Regions from separate parts of the Mus musculus genome. Here all the other regions are linked to region 1. A link is a contact called in public Hi-C, HiCAR-type, HiChIP or PLAC-seq and promoter capture Hi-C data. All regions are on one chromosome and are shown on one strand. The core of a region is the stretch at or near the end of the contact, and the rest is flanking DNA. Distances in the headings are between cores, read along the strand shown.

Region 1 (2,742 bases), core at 109-2,608:
GCGAAGTTCTCAGACTCCCGGGCTGCCGAGCCAACTTGGCCCGCTCTGATGAGAAGCTGGGCATACCTGTATTTACATCGCCCACAGTAGCTTGTTTGAAGTGACTGTAGATGAACAGCATCTCTTCATCAGTTGGCTGAGTCTTGAGGCGCTTCACCTCCTCAGCGGCTTTGTCAAATTCAGCCTAAGAGTGAGGGAGAGGGAGAGGAACGAGATGTAGGTTGCCTGAGTGGGAGAGGCCCAGGGATGCCTCCCATATTCCCTCTTCTTGCCAGGATTCCCTAAGGCCCACCTGTCCACTCAAGCAGTTACAGCACTGTGTCAAGTGCTGGGAATAGTTTTGGCTCACAGTGGAAGTGCACGCCCTTGAAAATTTTCTTGCCCAACTAACTGCCTGGGCCACCACTGGCCCAGATCCAACAATTGCTGGGGTTCCAGTAAAGCCCGACCTATGATCAGCGGAGATTGACTGGGCAGTAAGGGGAAACGTGGTGTGATCAAAACAGTCGATCAGAGTTCAGGAGAGGAATGCGGTGGAATCCAGTGTCTGGAGCCAGCTGGTCCCTTCCTACAGGGGCCTGGAGTTCAGCGTTGACCTCTGTCCCAGTGCCCAGATTAGGGAGAGGCAAGTGGGAGGAGTCAGAGATCGCCCTACAGGGCTCAGTCCTCGGTAGTGGTCTCCACTGGAGGGAAGGAAAAGGCTTCTGGACCACCTCACCTACTCACATCTCTTCTGTACAGGGGCAGGCCAGGCACAAGACTAAATACCTTCCCCGACCTCCAGGCTCTTCAGCCAGGGCCTGTATGAGTGCCCCTCTATTCCATTCGGTTCTTCCCAGTGTGGGATTCAATCTTCCCTGTCCTTCCTTCCCTCTTACGCCCCATCTTTCTTTCGAGGACCCTGTTCCTGCTTCACCCAGGAGTTCAGCCCACCGGCAACTCTCTGGCAGTTCCGGCGTGGGTGGCAGTTTTACATATCTGCAAGGGAAAAAGTTCCGCTCCCCAGGCTATGAGCTGGGCTCGGATCCCAGAAGAGCTGCGGGATATCTGAGGAAATAGACCCGGCTGTCCCCAAACCCACAGCATCTTCGCAGCCCGGCGGGGCACACGCAGTACCTGAGACATACTGGTGAGGTGATACGGATGCCGAAAGCGCGGGAGCAAGCTCAGAAGCAGCAGCAATCAAGTCACAGAGCGCACCAGCTAGCGCCTTTAAAAGCACAACCCCGGCGTTCCAACTGAGCTCGGGCGAGCGGCAGCAGCCAATCAGAAGTCGGATCTGCTTTCGGGGGCGTGTCCATCCTAGCGGAGCGCTCCAACCCTTCCCGGACCCAAGAGGGAGTTTATTGCGCACGCGCGGGGAGGAGCCGCGGGGCACGTTGGGAGCAGGTGGGACGCGTTTCGTTTTTTTTTTTTTTTCCGTGGGGGAAGGGACGGACGGGACATTCTCCGTCAGGGCAGTTGGGCAGGAGCTAGCAGGCACTGAGAACGCGTGAAATGGGGTGCTGCGGGAGGAGAGCAGAAATCAGTATGATTCTTTCCCTTTAACTCTCATGCGGATTGGAAAGAGGCCGGAAGTTGCATCGCTGGTTGAGTAAATTATCCGACTAGAAAATGGGATGCCCCGACCCCTTTCGGAAAATCCAGGGAAGAATCCCCGGTGCACAGCGCAATGGTGGCCCGCTGGACCAAGTCCATATCTAGGCCTTTTCTTCTGAACTTCTGGCATATTCTTTGACATTGCCCATACTTGTCGGTCCTGCACCCCTAACGCAGTCTTGTGTTCCATCAGTGCTTTATAAAGGCGGAGACAATGTGATATAACAAACTTGCACAAGAAGAGGTGCCCATCGAGCCTTGGTTAAGTGAATAACTTTTCAAATGGTTTTTAAACACGTGACCTGATGCTTGCCGACTCCTAGACCTTGGACACGCAGCAGAGGACAAACAGACGAATCTTTGCTACTTTGCAGCGTCTTATAGTGGGTTCATAGTTGATTTAGTTTAAAAAGTAAAGAGTTGGAAGTTATAACTGATGTGTGTGGAGAGGGGTTGGGGAGAAGATGCTGTTTGAGCGAGTCCTGCAAGTCGGAAGGAGCATTCTAGCAGAAGCAGGAGTAAGCAGGAGTTACTGTGGACACTGAGGTCTTTGAATTCTTAGTCTCATTAGTGAAATAATTTAAAACTGATTCGGAAGGAAGCTTGAGGACAATTATATTAAAAGTTTGAGGTAAAAAACCCACAGGACAGACAAGCTGAAAATGTTGACATCCACTGGGGAGAGGAGACTGGGGAAAAGTTTTGCCTTTTTTTTTTTTTTTTTTTTTTTTGGTTTTTCAAGACAGGGGTTCTCTGTATAGCTCTGGCTGGTCTCGAACTCAGAAATCCGCCTGCCTCTGCCTAAGTTATGCCTTTTAAGCTAGACACGGAGGTCAGAGAAATTGAGAAAACCCAGAGTGTTAGGGAGAACATGCTTAGGAGTGCACAGCAGGTTCAGAGGGTTGAGTTTAGACGGCATTCAAATCCAAGAATATGTGTCCCGGGACAAAAGACTACAGCGGGGCAATGAGGAAGTACAACTAAGTAAAACACGACAGAGCTGCAGAAGTAAGAACGAAGTAAGCTGAATAGGTGATGGCAGAGGTTGTTCATTTTGGGCATGCAGGCAGTCATTCTGATGGAGTCATGGGGTGGGGAGGGGACTTTTCAACAGAGGTGATGGTGCTATAGGGGCCTTGGCTC
Region 2 (2,742 bases), core at 83-2,582, 1.7 Mb before region 1:
TAGACTATGTGAAATGAACCAGTTATAAAAACACCAAGACTGGGCTGGAGAGATGGTTCAGCGGTTAAGAGCACTGACTGCTCTTCCAGAGGTCCTGAGTTCAATTCCTAGCAACCACATGGTGGCTCACAACCATCCATAATGAGACCTGATGCCCTATTTTGGTGTGTCTGAGACAGCTACAGTGTACTTACATATAATGAATAAATAAATCTTAAAAAAAATAAAAAGACCAAGACTATATGACTCCACTTTCAAAATACTCTCAGTATTTTAATCCATAGAAAGCAGAATGGTGGTAATCAGAGCTAAAGGTAAAGAGGAATTACAAATTAACAGGTGCATTTTTTGTATGACAAAAAGAAAGCAGAAGAGTGGCTACTTAACAATGTAAGTGCACTGAACTGTACAATAAAAACCAGCTACAACGTTTCTTTTGTTAATATGCACAAATTCCTTCCCATTGAACTTATCAAACTTTTCTTGGGTTTCTCTTTTCCTTTCCAGTTGACTACTCTCCACACATTGTTCTCCCAGCATACCACCCACTTCCGCTCGGCCCTTGACCCGGCGGTATTTCTTTCTAGAACGCGCTTCAGGGTTTTCCACCCACGGTTAGTAAACTTGCTTGCATTTACATCTTAAAGATGTTACTTTTTCTATATTCAATCACGAGTCCCGTCCTGCATGTGAATCCTATACCTTTTCTGCACCACACAGGTCTGTGATTGGCTTTATTGTTTTGGCTTGCCTTTCCAAGTCCGGAAGATCTGACGGCGTTATCACACATCTCCCAATACATACACATTCCCGCACAAAAGAGTCCCCATAAACACCCAGTCTTGACAGAGGAAGCCAATCCGACACTTTAAAAGTGATTTTCACCAGTGTACAACTGCAACACAAAAGCTCTCAAATCCAAACTGTTGGGTAGCACACGGGCGTAGAAGGACAAAACAGGGCGTCCTTAGGCTCCTTGAAAGTAGCGCTGCAATCTGCATAGCCCAAAAACCTCAGATATAACCTGAAGGCCACGCGGGACGCGAGGCGACGTTGTTGTGAAGGAACTTAGAAAAGAAACTGGCACACTCTCACACCAATCTCAGCAGCCTCCACCTCGCGCCCTGGCTCGCTAAAGCGCGAAGAACGGTTTAAAACCTGGGCTTCCGGTAGCAGCGCTTGTACGCATATTCAGGACAAGCCCAACGCGCTGTCAGCTACGGGAAGTCGCGGGGGCCAATTTCTTTCACTGAAGTCGCCCGGTAAATAGCGGGCACCCGTAACCCAGAAGTGAAAGATTGTTTAATTCAAGTATCAAACACCTCGACAATCAAAGGAAGTTCCGGCTGGAAGCGCTCCTGACTCCTCTCTAGCTCTTTTATCGCACAGCCTTCTCCTAGTCTTGCTCGAGTTTTGCTTCCTCTCCTTTAAAGGCTCTAAACATTCCTTAAATTCTCCTTGGTCACCTTTTTTTATTAAAGCACCTTTATGCTACGGGTCGCCATTCGGGTCAAAGGCAAAGGCGGCGGGACCTGAAACTTCATGCGGGCCCCAGCGCTGGGCGTTACCATAGAGAGGAAGCCACCTCTCTGGGCTGAGATTACAGTCTCTATGGTTCAGCCCGGCCGGTGGCGGTAAGAGGACACAGGGAGACCTCTCTGCGCAGGCGCATTTTGGTTTTTCATTTTTTTTTTTTTTTTTTTTAATCCCCGCACCAAGCGCTTAACCTCATTGGGGTGGAGGAGAAGGCGGTGGCTGTCCGGTCCGCAGCCGCAACAGTAGTGAATAATAGAACTGTAAGTACCGGGTTTAAGACGAAGAATGCTCAGAATGGAGTCCACTGGAGGGCCCTGCTTCTTTTCCGAGCGGCGGCGGGCGCAGGGTCCGGGTGGGGACGGTGTCCAGTGCTGTCAGCCGCTCTGGGGTGCACTTTTGGGGGAGGGGGCGGCCCTGGGATGGGATCTGGGTGAGGACCCAGGACGCGCGGCCTCCGGCTTCAGTTCTGATTGTAGGCTGCTTTGCAGAGGGGAGGTGGGGCGACTGTGGGGTCAAGCCTGGCTTTGTGTGACTGTCTCTTTCAGACCCCACCCCGGGGCCCCTTCCTGACCCGGAGTCTCCCCTGGCCGGCTTGGGAGACGCCAAAGCAGCCCCGGGATCTCTTTGAAAGGAACCGAGATTACACTGAGCGGGAAGGGGCTCCAGGAGAGAAAACCTCACTACAACTAATCATCGGCGAGTGATGGGTGTGGAGAAAGATTCAGAGGGAAGAAGGGGTTGTCGGGGAGGCAGGCCGGGCGGCCGGTGCCCCCAGCCTGGGCCAGACAAAAGCGGAGCAGCCGGGGCCCAGCGGGGTGCGGAAGGTCCCCTTGTCCCAGGAGGGCCCCTCATATAGGATCTTTGCGAAGCAGGGAAGAGCGGACAAGCGCTGAGTTAAGCCTGTGCAGCCTCTCCAACTTGCCTTTGTTGTTCTTCGGTATTGGCAGAGCCGCTCTGACGAAGATGAGTGTGTGATCTTGCACGTTGGTCTGGTTGGATACAATGGAGCGGATTGAATCTTGCTTTCCATTTTATGAGTTGCTTGGATGAGTGTGGGGTTTTCCAAAGTCAATCTCATTACATAATATATCTAGATTTTAAAAATAACTGTGTTTATTTCTTAAATTAAAAGAACAATTAGTTGGAGCCTTAAAGCATGTGTGTCGCATCCGGATGGATTTCTGTGCCGGGATCCGTTCATGAAAC
Region 3 (2,742 bases), core at 175-2,674, 1.7 Mb before region 1:
TCATACAGTTCAGTTCTATTTAATTTTCTGAAGACATTTTGCACACTGATTTTCATTTTGCATCTCCAACAGCAGTGTGCAGTTCCTATTTCTTTGTGCTGTCACTCCCTGCCTCCCTTGCTCTCTCCCTCCCTCCCTCCCTCCCTTTTCCTTTGTAGTAGCCTATAGTGATTGTCAGCTGTTGCTTTTTACCACTGCTCTGTCTGTCAGAGCATCTGTCTCTGCTGTGCACCTGCGCTTTGGGGGTCTCTAACCCTTTGCTTCCTTGGGCTGCACTTGGAGCTTTCCTGTTTAATTTCTCTTGCTCTATGTACACTGAACTTTCAATGGAGCCCATTCTTTGGCTCTTAAGTTGGTTTGTTTATTATTTGGTTCTTTCAAAACAAAACAAAACAATATCTGGAAAAAGTCATTTTCCTTTTCCCAGGCAAATTAAGAAACTATAAAAAATTTGTCTTCACTGTGGCAGTTTCTCGGTATCCTTGGTTTTGGCCCTGACAGCGACGCACTGGGCAGGTGTTTGAGTTTCCCTCATATTTTCCTTGAGATTACTCACAGCTTGTGGGCTTTAAAGAGACTGTGACAGAGGTGAAGTGTGCATTATATTATACCAAGCTTACATCACCAGCATGACTTAGCATTGTTTAAGCTGACCTTGGTCACCTGGCTGAGGTAATAGTTTGTCAGGTTTCTGTACTGTAAAATTACCTCCCATTCCTACTGTGCTCTTTGGAAGGAAGCCAAACTAAGGAAACTTAAATCCTGTGGCTCAAAAGTAAGACCTTTGTTTGTTTTTGTTTTTTTGGTTTTTTTTTTTTTTTTTTTTTTGCTTTGTTTTAAAGAAAATGCTCATAAATAGAACTATTTTAAAAGTTGGGAGAAAAAAGGGCCCCGGGAAGTGGTACATGCCTTTAATTTTAGCAGTCGGGAGCTACAAGTTTGAGGCCAGCAGGGGCTACATGCTAAGGGCTACATAGACTCTGCGCCTCAAAAGAATTATACACTTTCAAGTATCTAATTCCTCCCAGTGCTGGCTTGGTGTTTGAATTAGTATATAGATTTACTTGTAAGCTGGATGAAAACCCAAATACGGAACCCTTTATCTGTATTACAACATTTTCCAAAGGGAGCGCTTCTTAGTGTATCACAGTCTTAGGGCAGCGGTGAGAAAGCTGGTCTCCAGTAATTACTGTCCGGCTGCCCTCTAGCATACAATAAAGGAACTGCGAGGAGGGCAACAGTACACACGCGGCTACTTTAATCTTTAAATGTTTAGGTAAGGAAGAGAGGTTTTGTGGTTTTTTCCAAAAATTGCACCAAGGTAAAGCAGAGCTCTAACCGATGCAGGTGTGTTGTCAGGCGTTAGCAGTACTGCCCTCACTACGCGTTCATTGGACAGTAGCGCAACCCCAAGAAAAGGATGGTTGCTTGCAACCACGCGCGCCCGGCAGCCAGAAAGCTCTAAGTCCGGGTTTGGTTGCGGTGACCACCGCAGGAGGCCTACCCCAACCTGCCCGGTGTACAGTATTTTCTTCGACTGCTGCTTCCCACGTCGAATACCCTTTCTGTTTTTCTGAAACTCCCAAGGGGCTTTCTGAAGCCTGCTTGTCTTTACCCAGAAGGCCGCGCGTCACAAGTCTGAAAATTTGCATACACGCCTTTCTGGGCGGGGCCGGAGGGAGGCTTAGAGTTAGCAATTTGGGGGGAGGGTGCGACCTGGTAAATTTGCATACGCAACTCAAGGAGAGGGCGGGGCCGCAGTAGGCTCCTCTAGGTCGTGCTGCTTCAGTGGAGTTCCGCTTCGGCGAGTTTTTCTTCCAAACGGTAGCGGGTTTTTCCGTGCCGAGTACCCTTTCCTGACCAGCCAGCTCAGTCTTCCCAGTCGCTGGGCGCCCGCGGGGACCAGCTATGTCAGCGCCATCCCACTGCACCGCTGACGCTGTGCTTCTTTGCGTTGCAGGTGGTTCTCTTGGGCATGGACATCCTGTCGGCACTGGTGACTAGGCTGCAGGACCGGTTCAAGGCGCAAATCGGCACAGGTGAGCCTTAGCTAGCATAGCAGGCTCTCATCCTTCCGTCCCACCCTGGACTCACCCCACATCGTGGCCTCACCGCCCCTAAACTGGTACCTTCCCCTCTAAACCCGAATTATTATAATATTGCCAATTGAGGATTTTTATGCCAGTTTAGACATCAGCTTGATGCCAGCCAGTACGCATTGTCCTCTCAACCTCCTCGGAGACTCAGTTTTCTTTGAAAAGTCCTACAAAAAAGGAGCCAGTTGGATTTTTCCACCGTTTAGATGTCTCTAAATCAGTGTGTTTCATGGTGGCGATGTAAACACTAAGCAATTCTGTTTATACAACTGTTTCAGTAGCAAATTTCTCTATTCTCTTTTCTTGATTCCCTTTTGTGTGCGCAGTGGGTGAATAGAATCTATGTCCTCTGTATGCCAGCAAGCAATAACCACTGAGCCACAGTGTCAGCTGGAATTCTCCACTAGTGTTCATTACCAGTGTCTGTCTGTCCTTTTCTTTTTCTGTAGCTTTGCAGTCAGTGCGCTCACTGAGAAGGATGGTGGGATCCTGAAACTTACTGTTAGGAATCTGATGTTTGAACCATTTTCCATTTCCCCCCTACATTAGCTCAGGACTCATGGATTCTCACCAGAGGCCTAACGGGGTTGGAATAGACATGGGTGGGCTGGCCCATGCTTCAGTGTGTGGGTGTGCTGTGTGTCTT
Region 4 (2,742 bases), core at 134-2,633, 1.4 Mb after region 1:
ATACAGAGCTAGTACTGGAACAGCCACGGCCAAGTGTCTGATAAATATAACTGAATGATATTTACTTCGCATTCCCACAATTATTACTTATATAATTTCACTTCATTCAAACCCAACTTTCCTAGACTTTGGTGAACTGAAAATTCAGTAAACGAAAACCACTCATTAAAACCCTATTAAAGCCCCAAACTATCCTCACAAGTTTTCCATTTTCATACAAAGAGAATGAAGGCAACACCATCTTTAATTTACATCATTACCCACACCAAGAAGTAGCTACTAAGTAGCATTAATTATTCTACAGGTACTAAGTGAAGGAACATCAATACTTTTGCCTAAAATCCACCATCCCCTCTGGGATGTCTTTCAAATACTATCTGTTGAAAATTGCGTGGGTCTAGACAATTATTCAGCGATCCTCAACATACTGATCTCTCGACCCCCCAACCCCCACTACAGTTGTCTCATACCAGATATTTACATTACGATTCATAATAGCAAAATTACAGCCATGAAGTAGCAACGAGGTTATTTTATGGTGTGTGTGTGTCAACACAATATGAGGAACTGTATTAAAGGGGTACAGCATTACAAAGGCTAAGAACCCCTACAGGTAGGTAACCTAAACAAGCTACAGAAACTGCAACAAGAAAGTGACATGTGTAAATTTTTCATTTAAGCCCTTGTGCCAAAACCAAGACGTTAAGGAATTCACTAAGTTGTGCGCGACAAAAAACACTGGGAGGGTTCTGCCTAACATATGAAGAGGATCGCTGCAGGAATGAAAAGAACGGGTTTGGGGGAGAGAGCTGTATCACTGGGAAAGCTCCGAGGAAAACAATTCGTAAGTTTGGGCAGGGGATGAGATCGAGCAATTAAGTGAAAGTCGGGAACCGTAATGGATACAAAGTTCTACGTGGGGACTAAAGATGCTGATGGGGGGGTCTAGGGTAATCTGCAGGTTTTCTTGCCAATAGAAAGTTGGGGAAGAAAGTCCGAGGCCTCCCGCTTTCACCCTGAGTCGAGAAAGCCACGCCGGCAAAGGGCAGAACCAATGAAGGGTCCACGGGGGCTGGGACCCAGGCGGCCTGCTCGTGCCGCGCATCCCCGGCTCCCGCCGGAAGCTGCCCAGCGCACCGCCGAGTTCCTGGGTTCCCCACGTCGTTCGCCAGTGCGGGGTTCAGCACAGCTCACCTTGCAGCTTCAGGTTTCGCTGCCGCAGCTTGGCATTCCGCTTCTCGATCTTCCTGCGCAGGAGTTTCATCTGTAACTGCGACATCTTGCCAGGCCGCCCAGCCGTCTGCACCGAGACAGATGCACGTGCGCAATTGCAAGTCGGAAGTGTACCGCTGGAGCCTGCGGACCCGCGGGGCGGAAATGCTTCGGGCGGAAACAGTTCCTGGTGAGAGCTGGGTTCCCTTTGGAGACCGAATTTCCTGCAGCGCCCCCTGGCGACTGGAGGACGACTCGTTGTGAACCCGTTCGCCTTGCTAATGGCCCCAGAGTTTTACAAACCAAGACTGCACAATAAAAAAGCCGATTGGAAGACGGAATTCCTTGTGGCTCAGAAGAGTCTCTTTCCCTTCACTGCTAGAGAGGTGCCAGTATCCTGTCAGAAGAGGTTTAAGTCTTAAAACCTTCTTGGGAGACGGGGATGGTGGTGTTCACCTTTAGTCTCAGCGTGAGGGAGGCAAGAGCAAGTGGATCTCTGAGCTGAGACCAGCCTGGTCCACAGGGCAGCACTCCACCCCTCCACCCCAGTGCCTTCCAAACAAAACAAAAAGACTAAAGAAACAAAAACAAAAACCCAACAACAAACCCACTTCAATTTGGACCCTGTATCACACAAACGTCTTTTCTCACCGTATAGTTTTCCCTCAATTTTTCAGGGCGTTGCACTCTTCTTTTCTTTTCTTTTCTTTTCTTTTCTTTTCTTTTCTTTTCTTTTCTTTTCTTTTCTTTTCTTTTCTTTTTTTCTCTTTTCTTTTCTTTTCTTTTTTTCTCTTCTCTTCTCTTCTCTTCTCTTCTCTTCTCTTCTCTTCTCGTCTCTTTCTTTCTTTCTTTTTCTTTCTTTCTTTCACTTTTGTGCTAGTTTGCGGTAGATGTATGGTGAATGACATAGGTAAAACACTGAATTTTTACACAACTTCCACGAAGACAGAAACACAGTTACAGAAAACATACCGACAGGGAAGTTCGTGCGCTGCCTGAGAAAGATCCTGGTTTCAGGATGGACATTTGGGTGATGTCTTCCTTCAGCCTCCATTGTGCATAGATTGTGTGTGTGTGTGTGTGTGTGTGTGTGTGTGTGTGTGTGTGTGTGTGTGTGTGTGTGACAGAGAGAGAGAGAGAGAGAGAGAGAGAGAGAGAGAGAGAGAGAGAGAGAGAGTCAGCAGTCAGTCAGTCCCGGGATGGGCATGCAGATAGAGTCTTTAATTCAGTATTGCAGTTCTGGGTATTGAACCCAGGGCCTCTTTCATGTCAGTCACCATTCAATGGAGCTACACATTACTCCTAAGTCTATAGAAGTATTATAATTGGGGCTGAGGAGATGCCTTAGTCTATAAAGTGATTGCCTTGCAAATACAAGCCCTGAGTTCCATCTACCTCTCATAGGAAGAAAGCCAGTTGTACTGGTGCTCAGAGGCCAGCATCCCTGTAAGACCAGGTCTAGGAGAAACCATGTCTCAAGATGGATAGTGACTGACATCTGTGATGGCTATTCTTGTTGTCAAATTGACT
Region 5 (2,742 bases), core at 172-2,671, 1.2 Mb after region 1:
CTGCTGCCCCAGCTGCCCCTCCTGTCCCTCCTGCCCCTGCTGCCCCTCCTGCCCCTCCCGCCCTTGCTGCCCTTGCTGCCCCTCCTGCCCCTCCTGCCCCTGCTGCCCCTCCCGCAACTGCTGCCCCTGCTGCCCCTCCTGCCCCTCCCGCCCTTGCTGCCCTTGCTGTCCCTCCCGTCCCTCCCGCACCTGCTGCCCCTCCTGCCCCTCCTGCCCCTCCTGCCCCTGCTGCCCCTCCCGCCCTTGTTGCCCCTCCTGCCCCTGCTGCCCCCCTGCTGCCCCTCCCGCCCCTGCTGTCCCTCCTGCCCCTCCTGCCCCTCCCGCCCTTGCTGCCCTTGCTGCCCCTCCTGCCCCTGCTGCCCCAGCTGCCCCTCCTGTCCCTCCTGCCCCTGCTGCCCCTCCTGTCCCTCCTGCCCCAGCTGCCCCTCCTGTCCCTCCTGCCCCTGCTGCCCCTCCTGCCCCTCCCGCCCTTGCTGCCCTTGCTGCCCCTCCTGCCCCTCCTGCCCCTGCTGCCCCTCCCGCAACTGCTGCCCCTGCTGCCCCTCCTGCCCCTCCCGCCCTTGCTGCCCTTGCTGTCCCTCCCGTCCCTCCCGCACCTGCTGCCCCTCCTGCCCCTCCTGCCCCTCCTGCCCCTGCTGCCCCTCCCGCCCTTGTTGCCCCTCCTGCTGCCCCTGTTGCCCCTGATGCCCCTGATGCCCCTCCCACCCCTGCTGCCCCTTCTGCCCCTCCTGCCCTTGCTGCCCCTCCAGCCCCTGATGCCCCTCCTGCCCCTCCTGCACCTCCTGATCCTCCTGCCCTTGCTGCCCCTCCTGCCCCTGCTGCCACTCCTGCTACTCCTGCCCCTCCCGCCCTTGCTGCCCCTCCATCTTCCCCTCCTGCCCCTGCTGCCCCTGCTGCCCCTGCCACCCCTTCTGCTGCCACTGCTCCTCGGAGTTGCTTCTGGTTGGGTGTGGCTGCAGAGGCGAGCAGAATGACCAGCACAAGTCTCAGCCTTCAATCGTTCGCGTTAGATCGTGCTGATGAAAATATCACGTCTAAGGCTCGTCTTCTTACGTCTGAAGAACAGTTAACATTTACTGATTTCATTGTAGGGGAATGCAGAGGTTCCATACTGTGTGTGACCGTCCAACGACATTATGTCAGAGTCAGTGCTCTCACTTACCATCTAGGTCCCAAGGATCAAGCTCGGTCCACCGGCCCGGCAGCCAGCACCTCTACTGGATGAGCAGTCTCCTCAGCCCTTCAGCTTCTGGCATTGGAGCCACACCCTAGAGGAAAGCAAACCCAGAGCTCGGGAGTTAGGCCCTTGCATTTCTTTTATCTCAGATGTGAATTTACAGACTTAGAAATCAGATGCGAGGAAGCTACCAACACTCATCGTCTTTGGACTCTGCCAGGCATTGTCATGGTTCGGCCTCCATGATACAGGAGTGTTGGGAGTTCTGCAAAACCAGCTGGGGTGAACTTTCTTTATCTCGGAAACCATATAAGCAAGCTGGTCTAGTAAGTGCAACAGGGCAAGGCATGGCGCCATAGCAGGAAAGGGCTCTGCAGTCTTTTTTTTTTTTTTTTTTTTTGTCACTGCAATAAAATTCCATGATCAGAGTAACTTTATAGGAGTAAAAAAGTGCGTATTTTGGCTTACAGTCCCATTGGGAGAGTCCATAATGGAGGTAGAGGCAGTAAATAGCCAGAGAATGAAGCTGAGGGAGTGTGTATCCATCCACATGCAAGACCCAGGCAGAGAAAACCATCAGGAAGGCTTGGCTTATAAACTTCCACCTTAAGACTCAGACTCACACACATGCACACACACACACTCATACACACACACACACACTCACTCTCACACACACTCACACACACACACATGCACACACTCACACACTCACACACACACACAGTCATACGCACACACTATTGACTTGTGTGCAAAGCTGTCTGTACTCTTAGTGATGTTCTTAATGCTAAGAATCTCCGTGAGGGACATTCACCCCTGGCAGGGGAATAACAGACCACAGACACAATTTCGTATCAGCCCAGCCTGATGAGCCAATGAGCTCACTCCTGGTGAATCCGTGAGTCAGAGGCTGCTGACAGGAGCAGGAGGGATGACGCATGGCAATAGCATCTCTGGAGTTCCTCTCCCCATCTCCCTTTTACTTCCTATATACTCTATTGCTTCTCCCAGACCAGGTGACAGGTGAGGGTGGTGGGTAGGATCTTGGATGAAAGTCTAGGAACCCTCTCTCCTCCACCTATGAACCATGAGTGAATGTTGCTAGTCTCAGCACATGACTATGCTCTAGCTATCTGCATGTTTATTGTCTTTCTTATTCCCCTGTCTAGACTGGAAGCAGAGCAAGGTCCCCTGTAGTTCCTATAGCAATCTTGTCTCTATGAGGACTATAACCATGTGATGCTCAAAAGAAATAACTACATCATAATAATCTCCAAAGCTTTCTTTTTCATACTATAAAACATAAAGCTGTAGTATGAATTTTATGCCAAATGTAGTGTAAATATCCCTTGGGGATAGAACACAAAGTCCAAAAACAACAAGTAGGGAAAAGATCCCATCTAAATCGCCAGCAGGAACATGCCTACGGCTGCTCTGTTGAGAACACCAGCAGATTTGCCTCAGATTAAAAGCACAATTGCACTCAGTCATCACCAGAGAAGCTTTCTTCTGCAGCAGATGGGAACAAACATAACAATGTCAATATAACAAATATAAGGAAT

What was found. Promoter capture Hi-C pulls out the DNA fragments that hold promoters and counts their contacts. Hi-C and Micro-C count contacts between places; a contact is called where the count stands out from the background. HiCAR-type assays count read pairs that join an accessible place to other places. HiChIP or PLAC-seq counts read pairs in DNA pulled down with a chosen protein or histone mark.
Region 2: a contact with region 1 is called in a HiCAR-type map of astrocytes, with 4 times the contacts expected there. The contact joins the promoter of Clasp1 here to the promoter of 3110009E18Rik in region 1. A contact is called at or near these places in 1 of 115 datasets of contacts at active chromatin or transcription factors (astrocytes) and 2 of 9 other capture datasets (adipose tissue and liver).
Region 3: an H3K4me3 HiChIP or PLAC-seq map of pro-B cells shows a contact between it and region 1, with 8 times the contacts expected there. The contact joins the promoter of 2900060B14Rik here to the promoter of 3110009E18Rik in region 1. A contact is called at or near these places in 2 of 39 promoter capture datasets (liver and pre-B cells), 2 of 115 datasets of contacts at active chromatin or transcription factors (large pre-B cells and pro-B cells) and 1 of 9 other capture datasets (liver).
Region 4: a contact with region 1 is called in a promoter capture Hi-C map of pre-B cells. The contact joins the promoter of Ddx18 here to the promoter of 3110009E18Rik in region 1. A contact is called at or near these places in 4 of 39 promoter capture datasets (the C10 cell line, hippocampal neurons, liver and 1 more), 1 of 484 Hi-C or Micro-C datasets (CD4 T cells), 3 of 115 datasets of contacts at active chromatin or transcription factors (astrocytes, large pre-B cells and pro-B cells) and 3 of 9 other capture datasets (adipose tissue, liver and macrophages).
Region 5: a Hi-C map of cortical neurons shows a contact between it and region 1. The contact joins the promoter of 2210011K15Rik here to the promoter of 3110009E18Rik in region 1. A contact is called at or near these places in 3 of 39 promoter capture datasets (the 3T3-L1 cell line and hippocampal neurons) and 1 of 484 Hi-C or Micro-C datasets (cortical neurons).

The regions. Positions count from the first base shown.
Region 1 is chr1:120,119,829-120,122,570 of GRCm38.p6, forward strand. 3110009E18Rik (RIKEN cDNA 3110009E18 gene) reads left to right here and starts at 1,359. Exons shown (of 6, transcript NM_028439.2): 1 at 1,359-1,389. It overlaps Dbi (diazepam binding inhibitor), which reads right to left and starts at 1,268. Exons shown (of 4, transcript NM_007830.4): 1 at 1,117-1,268; 2 at 67-184. The coding sequence starts at 1,125.
Region 2 is chr1:118,387,726-118,390,467 of GRCm38.p6, forward strand. Clasp1 (CLIP associating protein 1) reads left to right here and starts at 1,333. Exons shown (of 43, transcript NM_001359328.1): 1 at 1,333-1,796.
Region 3 is chr1:118,457,841-118,460,582 of GRCm38.p6, forward strand. It overlaps 2900060B14Rik (RIKEN cDNA 2900060B14 gene), which reads right to left and starts at 1,425. Exons shown (of 1, transcript NR_027901.1): 1 at 829-1,425. Clasp1 (CLIP associating protein 1) reads left to right here. Exons shown (of 43, transcript NM_001359328.1): 3 at 1,961-2,039.
Region 4 is chr1:121,566,597-121,569,338 of GRCm38.p6, forward strand. Ddx18 (DEAD box helicase 18) reads right to left here and starts at 1,384. Exons shown (of 13, transcript NM_025860.3): 1 at 1,195-1,384. The coding sequence starts at 1,279.
Region 5 is chr1:121,358,650-121,361,391 of GRCm38.p6, forward strand. 2210011K15Rik (a long non-coding RNA gene) reads right to left here and starts at 1,422. Exons shown (of 3, transcript XR_003947976.1): 1 at 1,373-1,422; 2 at 1,163-1,268.